Linked DNA regions of Salmo salar: region 1 is linked to region 2. A link is a contact called in public Hi-C data. All regions are on one chromosome and are shown on one strand. Each heading gives the region's core, a stretch centred on a gene start, on an enhancer-like site or on the middle of the called end of the contact. The rest is flanking DNA. Distances are from core to core; before and after follow the strand shown.

Region 1 (4,607 bases), core at 1,416-3,915, 300 kb after region 2:
CGGAGGGGGAGACTCTGAAAATGAAATGAAAGAAGGCATGAGAAAAAGGGTCCAGGGGAAGATAGAAACTTACGATAACAGTTTGCATTCTTTTGGAAAACTGTTTGTGTTAGCAGTGAGGGTTGGAGGCAGGGCAGGCAGCAAAGCTGCGATTGCCTTGATATCTGGTGGAGAGATAAACAGGGGGCGCCTGGCGCCAGCCTCCAGGCGACTATCTGACTAGGCTTCGACTCAGGCTGTGGGAGATACGGGTCTCTTTTGGCTCACAACAGAACAGGACACTCCAATCGGAATCGCTGCCGGGCTGGCTGCAAGCAAACTAACTTGGTCCAGACTGACTGTCAAATACACAAGATAGTCTACATGAAAGGCTAGGTCATTTAAAATAGTTCAACATTGTGTAGGTCTCTTGTGTGTTATATTATAGGCCTGTTGTTAGTAGTAGTTCTGACATGAAAACAAAGTTCAATCAAGTAGATTTTTTTATGAGACAGTGGGAGAACTTGGGAAAGCACATTTAACATGTGTAGTAGGCCTTACATTATAAACATAATATAAACATATAGGCCTTTTGAATTCTTTATAAGCTTTTCCATTTAGATTTTAAAGTAAAAAACAAATATATAAATACAATTAAAAAACAATAACTAGGCCAAGCATTGCCAAACCAATAAAGAGATGACATAATATAATATACTGCTTGTTATAAATTAATAAGGACATAATGTAATTACAATTGCTTCGACCTTTGTAATCTCTGCATTACTTGTGAGGAGTCATTCAAAGCAAATCTAGATTTGTATTATATCCCAGATAGATAAATAATAAAACGAGGGACTACTGCCATATGGTCATGACGTGATGATGCTGATAAAACTGTTCTAACGTCACACCAACCAAGTCTGACCTATGCTATTGCAATAGACACCACCGGTAAATTGTGTCAACATGTCTGGCAAAGTGACATGCCAATCAATTTACCAACATTTAATATATAATAGAGAAACAGATACACCATGCATATAATTAGCAATCATTGATGTTTTTTTTCTTCATGTTATTATTTTTTTTGTTTTAAAAAAACAAACATTAACGGTCCGTGTATGTTAACTTACCGAGTTCACAAAGCCTGCTCATGTGGTGAGGATTGCAGCAAACGAGTTCTGGGTTAATTTTCCCATAGGATTCACAGCAAGATAGCCTTTTTAATTCCGAGCAATGCCTGAGGTCCGACCACCGAAACACTTTGTAGAGCAGCAAGGGGAGGGAATAAGACTGCTGACCCAGTTTGGTGTCCACTTTGCTGGGTAGGAGCAGGCAGGGGCTCCGTGCACCCCCCTTTGACTCCACCGCTTGTAAGAGCCCCTCTAATTGTTTCTCTTTGATTTTTTTCAGTATCGAGTGGGTCAGGGCTTTCAATTCAGCCTCCGTTCCGGCGCTAGTTTTCCCGGCAACCTTCGTCGATTTACCCATACAGCAACCCCCGGATCCATGCGTTCGTGTATCCGCCTCCCCGTCGCCCTCGACGGGCGCACGGCTCCTCCAGAGTCGCCGGACGAGCCCCGTTCGTTTGGTCCTAAACATGCGGGACGAAAAGAGGGTTTCCCGGCTAAAAAACGAGCATGATGTCCGCAAATCATGAAGATTCCGGGATCCGAGTCCAGGCAACGACAAGCAGCCTGATATATTATTATGGAGAAACCGGGAGGTGGAGAAGCAAAGAAAATCTGTAGCATACGCCAGTCTAATTTTCTCAAAACTAAAGCCCACAAAAAAAATATATAATCAAGGCTCCTGCCGTGATAGTAACCTTCTCTGTAAGGAGAAATTAACCATCACCTTAACGGTATTATAACACTATAATAGTCCTTCTACTAATATACAGCTATATCGAAACATAAACCTTAATGTCAATGTAGGAACGCTGAGCATCTAGAATACAAAATAGCAGCATAGATAAATTGTTACAATGTAGAGCTAGGCTACTGTGAACATTAAATGCTACATTCGTTCCATTCCATCAGTATGCTATGTATAAAGAAAAACATTGTAACATTACTTTGCGCATATGGTTATGAGTAGGATTTTTATGGTATTCTGAGCCAGTAGGCTAAATATCCTGGTAAAATACTAGAATGATATATCCATGGGAAAAAAACGAAGCTCGCCCGTTTTCTTTAGAAAATAAATAATCCACACAACCCTTGATCCGACAGCAAAAAAAGGCTTTAACAAAGGCCAGTGTCTATGTTTTATCCCCTATCTTCTAAATATCATAACCGTCTGCACAGGATGTGATCTTCAATATAGATTTGGACGTTACGAGAGAAGGAAAGGATCCTCCAAACAGATCCAAAGCGAATGAGCAAATCCAAAACTGGAGCCGCTGAAGTGCCAGACAGAAATCTACCCCGAGTAGAGTAGTTGCGTTTCCGATTGAATACCGAACAGTCTTGATTACAAGAATTACCTACAGCCTATATTTCTAAATATCCCATGATAAATTAATCCAGCCACTTTTTGAATGAATTTCTGTAGTCTGAGGAATAAAGTGATTTGAGTTTGACAAAGAAGTGATGCGATCTTCAGAAAAGGTCTGCGAATGACTCGAATAGCTCAAGTGCCCTTGCCTTCTCTCACTCGCTATCTCTTTCTGACTCTGTGCTCTTAGCTGTGTCTCCAGTGCGCGTTGGCGCGCCCCGTCACGTGGTTGTCTAGACACCCTGTCGCTTAAAAAAAATGATTGTCTTGCGCAAACAAGAGATCAAGTAGCTTACATACAGAGAAATCGTTGGGTGAGGAAAAGTTTCAATTTCCAGAAGTTACAAAGTAACAAAATGTAAAAACAAGGCGAAAATATCACGTTGGGGGGGAAATATGGAGCTAGAATGGCTATTTTACTATATAAATGAAACACACACTCTCTCTCGCTCTCTCTGAAAGAGAGATAAGGGTTGCCGCGGGGTAATATTTGACCAAACATTATTTGTTTTACCTTTTATTTACTTTGCGCCATATGATCACATTAATGCGGTGGGCATAAATATAAATAGGCTAACTATGACTGACACTGATCATAATAGTAGGCTAATAATAATAATAATAATAACACAACACATAATAATATTGTTGGTATTATAATAACAACAATTAGAATACAGCCATATTGTTGATATTGTTATTAGGCTATTATTATTATTATTATGTTTCCCTTTAATGGTGGGTAACCTAGTTGCACGTCTCAACCTTTTCCCCCTGAATGGTCTCAACGAACTACTGCCTCCCTCTGGTCACAGTTATTTTCCCTGTGAAATACATCTGACATAGGTTACCTACTTATTTATTACACATTAGGCTACTCATCATGGACAAGTTCACTGTTATTGTACAAAACGTTTTGTTGTATTTTATTCTTTGATAATATCCCACACTTGGGTTGTCTATCATGTCAGAGACTGGTGACTGTTGGTAATCAACAGATTATAGGCCTACAGTAGTAGTTTGCTAATCTCAGTTTGCCTGAGTAGGCTACTTCCACATCTACATTATCAGATCAAATCTGAAATTGGAACCTACAAGCATTTCACTACACCCGCAATAACATCTGCTAAATATGTGTATGTGACCAATAACATTTAATTTAATTTGATTAACATAGGCTAATCGTCTGGACTGGTGCACCACCATTTGAAAGAGGTTTCCTGTCCCATTAGGCTACTGTAGGCTAACTATGGGGCCTAGCCTATAGTTTATATATTTCTTGTGCTGGGAAAATGTGTAACTTTTCCTGTTGATACATTCAGCCTGATAGTGTAGACTAATAGGGATCCTACCATCTGATTAAATGTAGCTACATTTATTTAGAAGAGAGACCAAAGCTTAATTGTAAAACATAATCCAAATGACAGAATAAAGAGAATGCAACTCCGCTTTATCTATACTTGGGTGTAGAAAGGAGACAGAAGACTACCTTCCCTCCGCAAAGTCTACAAACCTCTACCAAAAGGAATGACAACATATGACCCTTTTAACTGACTTGTTGGCTGTACAGACAGGTCTGTCTCTGACTCGGTCTGTGTGAGTAAATTGAAGAATGCCGTCTGCTGTAGCCTAATTGTGTTCTAGACATAAGGGGAGGAGACGCAGGCAGGCAGCAGTAGCCTACTATGTTAATGTGGGTGCCAGTCAGGCAAGGCAGTGAGTGTTGCTGCAGGGCACTGGGATGGGGTGGATGATGGTAATGATGATGGGATATGTGTGTTCTATTCAGGATGGCAGGCACCAACAGTCAATGGCTCAGACTCATTGTTCCACCGATTCCCCACTGGCGCCGCACAACAGTTTAAACTCAACCAACAGCAGCAGCACCCAACATTTTTAAGGTCGTCTGGAAGTAATCTACACCAAAAACAACCGCAGTTCAGAACATAAAGAGTTTTTCTCTCTCAGTCTCTCTGTGTAATGAAAGTGGATTCACCCAGTTTACAGGAATTATTTTTATCAATACATTTTTAATTTCGAATTGGCAAAAGAAAACAATGCAGGGTAACTAGCCCCCCGAGCAAAAGGGGTACGTAACTCAATATCGGAAAGGTAATCTTAATGTT
Region 2 (4,651 bases), core at 1,409-3,908:
AGGTCTCACACTGCAGACGAATTCCTGTCCCTGAGGAGGATGGCGGGAGTCCCATCCCTTAGGCTGTGTGGCCTTACTGTCTGGATCTGCACCATTGTGTTGATTGGAACAGTTGGTTGCCCTCCAGTGGGTGACCATTCAGGTGAAGATGAAAGTCCTGAGCCAAAGGAACCACCACACACCCAGAGTAGTGGTCCAGAAGGAGAAGTCAGCCGAAGGAAATGAGAAGTAAAAATTCAAGATGAGGGAGGGAATCTGTTTCTCTCTCAAGCTGAAATGGTGGGAAATGTCACCTCATATAAGACTTATTGTTGGGTATGTGGGTTGGGTCCTGTGGGAGTAGGATAGGCTCTCCCATATGTAGGGGTTCCCTTGGGGATGAACTTAACTATTCAATTGTCCTCAATATTATCATTGGCCAATTTCCCCCCAAAGAATCCCGACCCCATTACTTATTTTGCGATGTACAATGCTGTTGACCACTTACAAACTCTGCTCCTATACTTTGCCCAGAGACAGCAGACACCCCATTCCACTTTCTGGCGGCTTTAGAGAGCCAATGGAAGCCTTAGAAAGTGTCACGTAACAGCTCAGATGCTTGGGGCTCTCAGATAGCTCAGTGGGTGATATCTGGAATATTTTGTTTAATGTGTTAAAACATTTTGCTTTGTTGTTGTAAGGCCATTTGTGCTTCCCTGGCAGCTCAAGTCTCAGCAACTATCACGTTCAGTGCTACTAAAGAAGGTGATACTGATAACTTACTGTCTCTCCAGAAACTCCCCTTTCCCCCTATAATGGATGATAATATGCAATAATGAGTTAGTATCCATGCTTGATTATGTACCTGAAGGTTTTAAGTTAGGTTGTTAAACAACAGCAACCTTCTAATGTAAAGGTTAATGGAAAAAGGATAAAATATGAAGATTAATTTTTGTCTATTGTTATGCCTATTGCATGTAAGAATCAGTATTTACTAAATGCACTGATGATGATGATAGACTGAATGTATGTTAAGAAGTCAAAGAAAAATGTGTTATCGCATATAAACACAGCCCTTATTTTAAGTGTTTCTAAAATCCCCTATGGGATTTCAATGGTGGAAAAACGGTTGGAACCATTTCCCTGTTTGACCACTAGGTTTTATGGGTATTATGACACCTCCACTGTGGGGTTCAATAGACCTAAACCTAATAGCTGTAGTTCTCTCTAAAAGTGTTTGATAGACAGATTTATATATAGCTTTTGTATTTTTTTTCTGGATCCATTTGTATATTAAAATCGACTACTGACCACTGAACACCTTGCTGTAAATTAAACACCTGACTTCCCCGTAAAGACAGTTGTCCAGCAGCACCTTCCACCATCTCCCTTGGCTATAAGACATGTTACTTGTATATTTTTTTACACAAATTGTCTTCCTCTCATCTGGAAGCATAAGGTGCTGTCTACACACTAAATATGGTAATGTCCCAAATTCAAAGGTTCATGAAAATATGTGATGACCAGTCAACCTGTCAATTTAATCTGTTTCAGTTTTCTATAAAAGCAGTTGGGTTGAATGATTACAGAAGCTACATTGCAGCGGGACATATAGGTAATTGCCAAAATAAAGGAAAAGCCAACATAACATTTCTAAATAGGGCATTGGGCCACCACGAGCAGCCAGAACAGCTTCAATGAACCTTGCCATAGATTTTACAAGTGTCTGGAATTCTATTGGAGGGATACAACACCATTCTTCCACGAGAAATGTAATTATTTGGTGATTTGTTGATGGTGGTGGAACACGTTGTCTCAGGCACCACTCCAGAATCTCTCCTAAGTGATCAATTGGGTTGAGATCTAGTGACTGAGGCACCCACTCACTCGCACACCCTACACACACACACTTTAAACCCCCTATGCTCCTTTGAGACCCCTTCTAGCCATGGTAAGTCACTGAGATCTCTTCTTCAAGCCATGGTATCCAAATGGGCCTGGTTAAAATGTCATTGCACAATCATGATTGCAAAAGTTGTATGTCATCCAGTACCCACAAGGGGTCACTTGTGGACTTAAGTAAAAATACAATACAGGCCATCAGCTACATACACCACAAAGAGATCTTCTCTGCTTGAGTTACTTCGTTGGACACACAGATAATAACGCATCACTGCGCTCAAATCAATTAACACCATAACAAAGCAAAAACTCCTTGTCTTAAAACATGATCGTTGTTTGATTTTATTTATAGATAACAATAAATGGTACAGTCTATTGTATAACAATGCAGGCTGTTGCATGAGAAGGTCCGTACCTTCGAATCTATTTAAACACAAAAATATAAATTGTATGAAATAAAATTTAAATAAAAAATTCGAACAGTGGATCATTTGTACCGTAATAGCATTAGAATAGGCCTAGATAAAACACAGCACAGGGACAATAAAAAACATCAATAAACTGAAATTGACTTCAGAAATAATTAAACACATCAAATGTCCCCCAATAACATCATAGATCCTTCTAAAATGTCTATATAAGTATGTATCATTACAAGATATATACATTTCAACTACACTGCGATGTCTCACTAGAACTCCAGCTCCCAGAATCCAAGCCTCCACGTACACACGTCCTGCGAGCAAACCGGACTAAACGTCACATTCATGCGTTTCCCCCTGCTTGTGTGTCGGGGAACGTAATCTTTTCCTTCCGAATACGTTTCTCTCCCGAGAAATATACCCATGACACAGTGGGTTTAATATCAGGAGGTGATCCCGGATTTCCCAGCCGTCCGAATCCAATATTTGGGTGAGGATATTGTTTTCTGTAAATGGTTTAGCTTCGCTATCTAGCTGGAATAATGTTTGCCAGTTGAGTGTTGATCTAACGCTAGCTACGGTGTGTGACCAGATCCAATGTTGTGCATGTTTTCGCTGCCTGAGACCTGGTGTGCCTAAATGATGATGATGAAAGACATTTCAACTGATTGTGGCTCGACAGAAAGCTGTGACTGGCTTGTAACTTTATAGATATGACAGTAGGCAACGTTGGGATTTGAGTTTGAGTATGAATTAAACTAACGTAGGTACCGTTAACTAGCGTGACAGCGCCCGAGGCCGGACAGATGTGTGGTCATTCTTTTTTTATGATAGTCAACATGTTTTTCAGGCACGCGCCTGGTAAAATAAAACGCACTGAAAAAGATTCCATATCTAAAATACGTTTTTTGTTCTTGTTATTATTAGCTAGCGAGCATGTGTTACTCTCAAACCATCCCCTAAGTGTTGTCCCAGCTGAGACGTTAGTAGTTGCTAACTAGCTAGCTACACAGCTAGTCGATTCTTATGGTCGCTGCAGTATGAACTTTTTGGTTCAACCCGAGCAAATTCACGTATAAATGTAGTTCTAGATCTGTGTCATTGAAAGCAAGTCTAAGATCTGTTGTGTGCGCCATTTTCGACACTTCTCCTTCTTAAGTTTAGTTGTTGCTTTTGATGTTGTACACCAGCTTCGAACAGATGAAAATACTATATTTTTGGTTATTGATAATATATTTCAGTGGTTTAGATTGTACACTGATTATCTACACTGCTTGTTTTGTCACAAACTGAAAATAGGCTTAGAATTTTAGCTATTTAGCTAAATATAAAAAAAGGAAAAAAAGATTGCTCAATATTTATTTGGCCTTACTGGTATTAGCCCATACAAACGCGCTGAATAACAGATTCACTACATGGAACAACAGGTAGCCCCCCAAAAAATCTAAAGGAAGTTTGTTCTGAAGTGTCTGTCCTATGTATGTATGTATGTATGTATGTATGTATGTATGTATGTATGTATGTATGTATGTATGTATTATTTTTTTTTTACATGTTCCCTTAACAGTCTTATGCAAATTCGATTTCCACTGAGGTGTGGACATCGACCTTAGTGGTTTGCACACTAGGACAATAAACTGAAAATTAACCTACTGACATTGCCCTCCTCTTACCGAAGTATTTTGCTTAGCTAATAATTTTCGGTGATTTTGTTTTGTTTGTTCGAAAACCATTATTTGGTCAACAGTAATAACCTATGCATTATGATTCCTGCTATAAAATTATCTTTCGATCCCTGTTTTACTGTCGGCTGCTGTGTGTGCAAGCCACTCTTCACTCCCTCTCCCCACTGTGCATACAGAGGAGGGATAGATATGTTATAAGCAAAAGCATATGACAATTGTTCAAAATGCAATTGTGGAAAAATAACGTTTTGAAAGCAACTACTGTTCTAGTTACGGACAGAATTCACAGCTTTCTGTGAGTATTTAATATATATTGGGTTCATGGCACCACTTTACAACCAGAGTAGGCTATGTAGTATGGTTTTGAAGTGCCCACCATTTGCACTTAATAGGCCTACATCAAGTAGCCTAGACCTAGCACTGTAAAGTTCTGTAGGGTATTACATTTACTGATAGCCATGTAGACTAATTGATGAATCTATCTAGTAACAATATCATATTTAGTTGGCATACCTGCTAAGTGTTTTGAGTTCACACTTCCTCAGGTGGTGAATAGGCTAATAATATAGCCTAGGCCTATGCACAAAGATGTCGGCAAATCCATCTCTGAAGAGCCCAAAATAAATCTGAACATTCTGGATTCTATAGGTTGCACATCAAAAT

The links. Hi-C and Micro-C count contacts between places; a contact is called where the count stands out from the background.
Region 1: a Hi-C map of muscle shows a contact between it and region 2, with 10 times the contacts expected there. The contact joins the promoter of LOC106561252 here to the promoter of LOC106561224 in region 2. A contact is called at or near these places in 2 of 3 Hi-C or Micro-C datasets (gill and muscle).

Annotation. Positions count from the first base shown.
Region 1 is chrssa01:123,698,088-123,702,694 of Ssal_v3.1, forward strand. LOC106561252 (mothers against decapentaplegic homolog 7) reads right to left here and starts at 2,666. Exons shown (of 4, transcript XM_014124999.2): 1 at 1,116-2,666; 2 at 1-14. The coding sequence starts at 1,584.
Region 2 is chrssa01:123,395,112-123,399,762 of Ssal_v3.1, forward strand. LOC106561224 (CBP80/20-dependent translation initiation factor) reads left to right here and starts at 2,659. Exons shown (of 13, transcript XM_014124986.2): 1 at 2,659-2,793.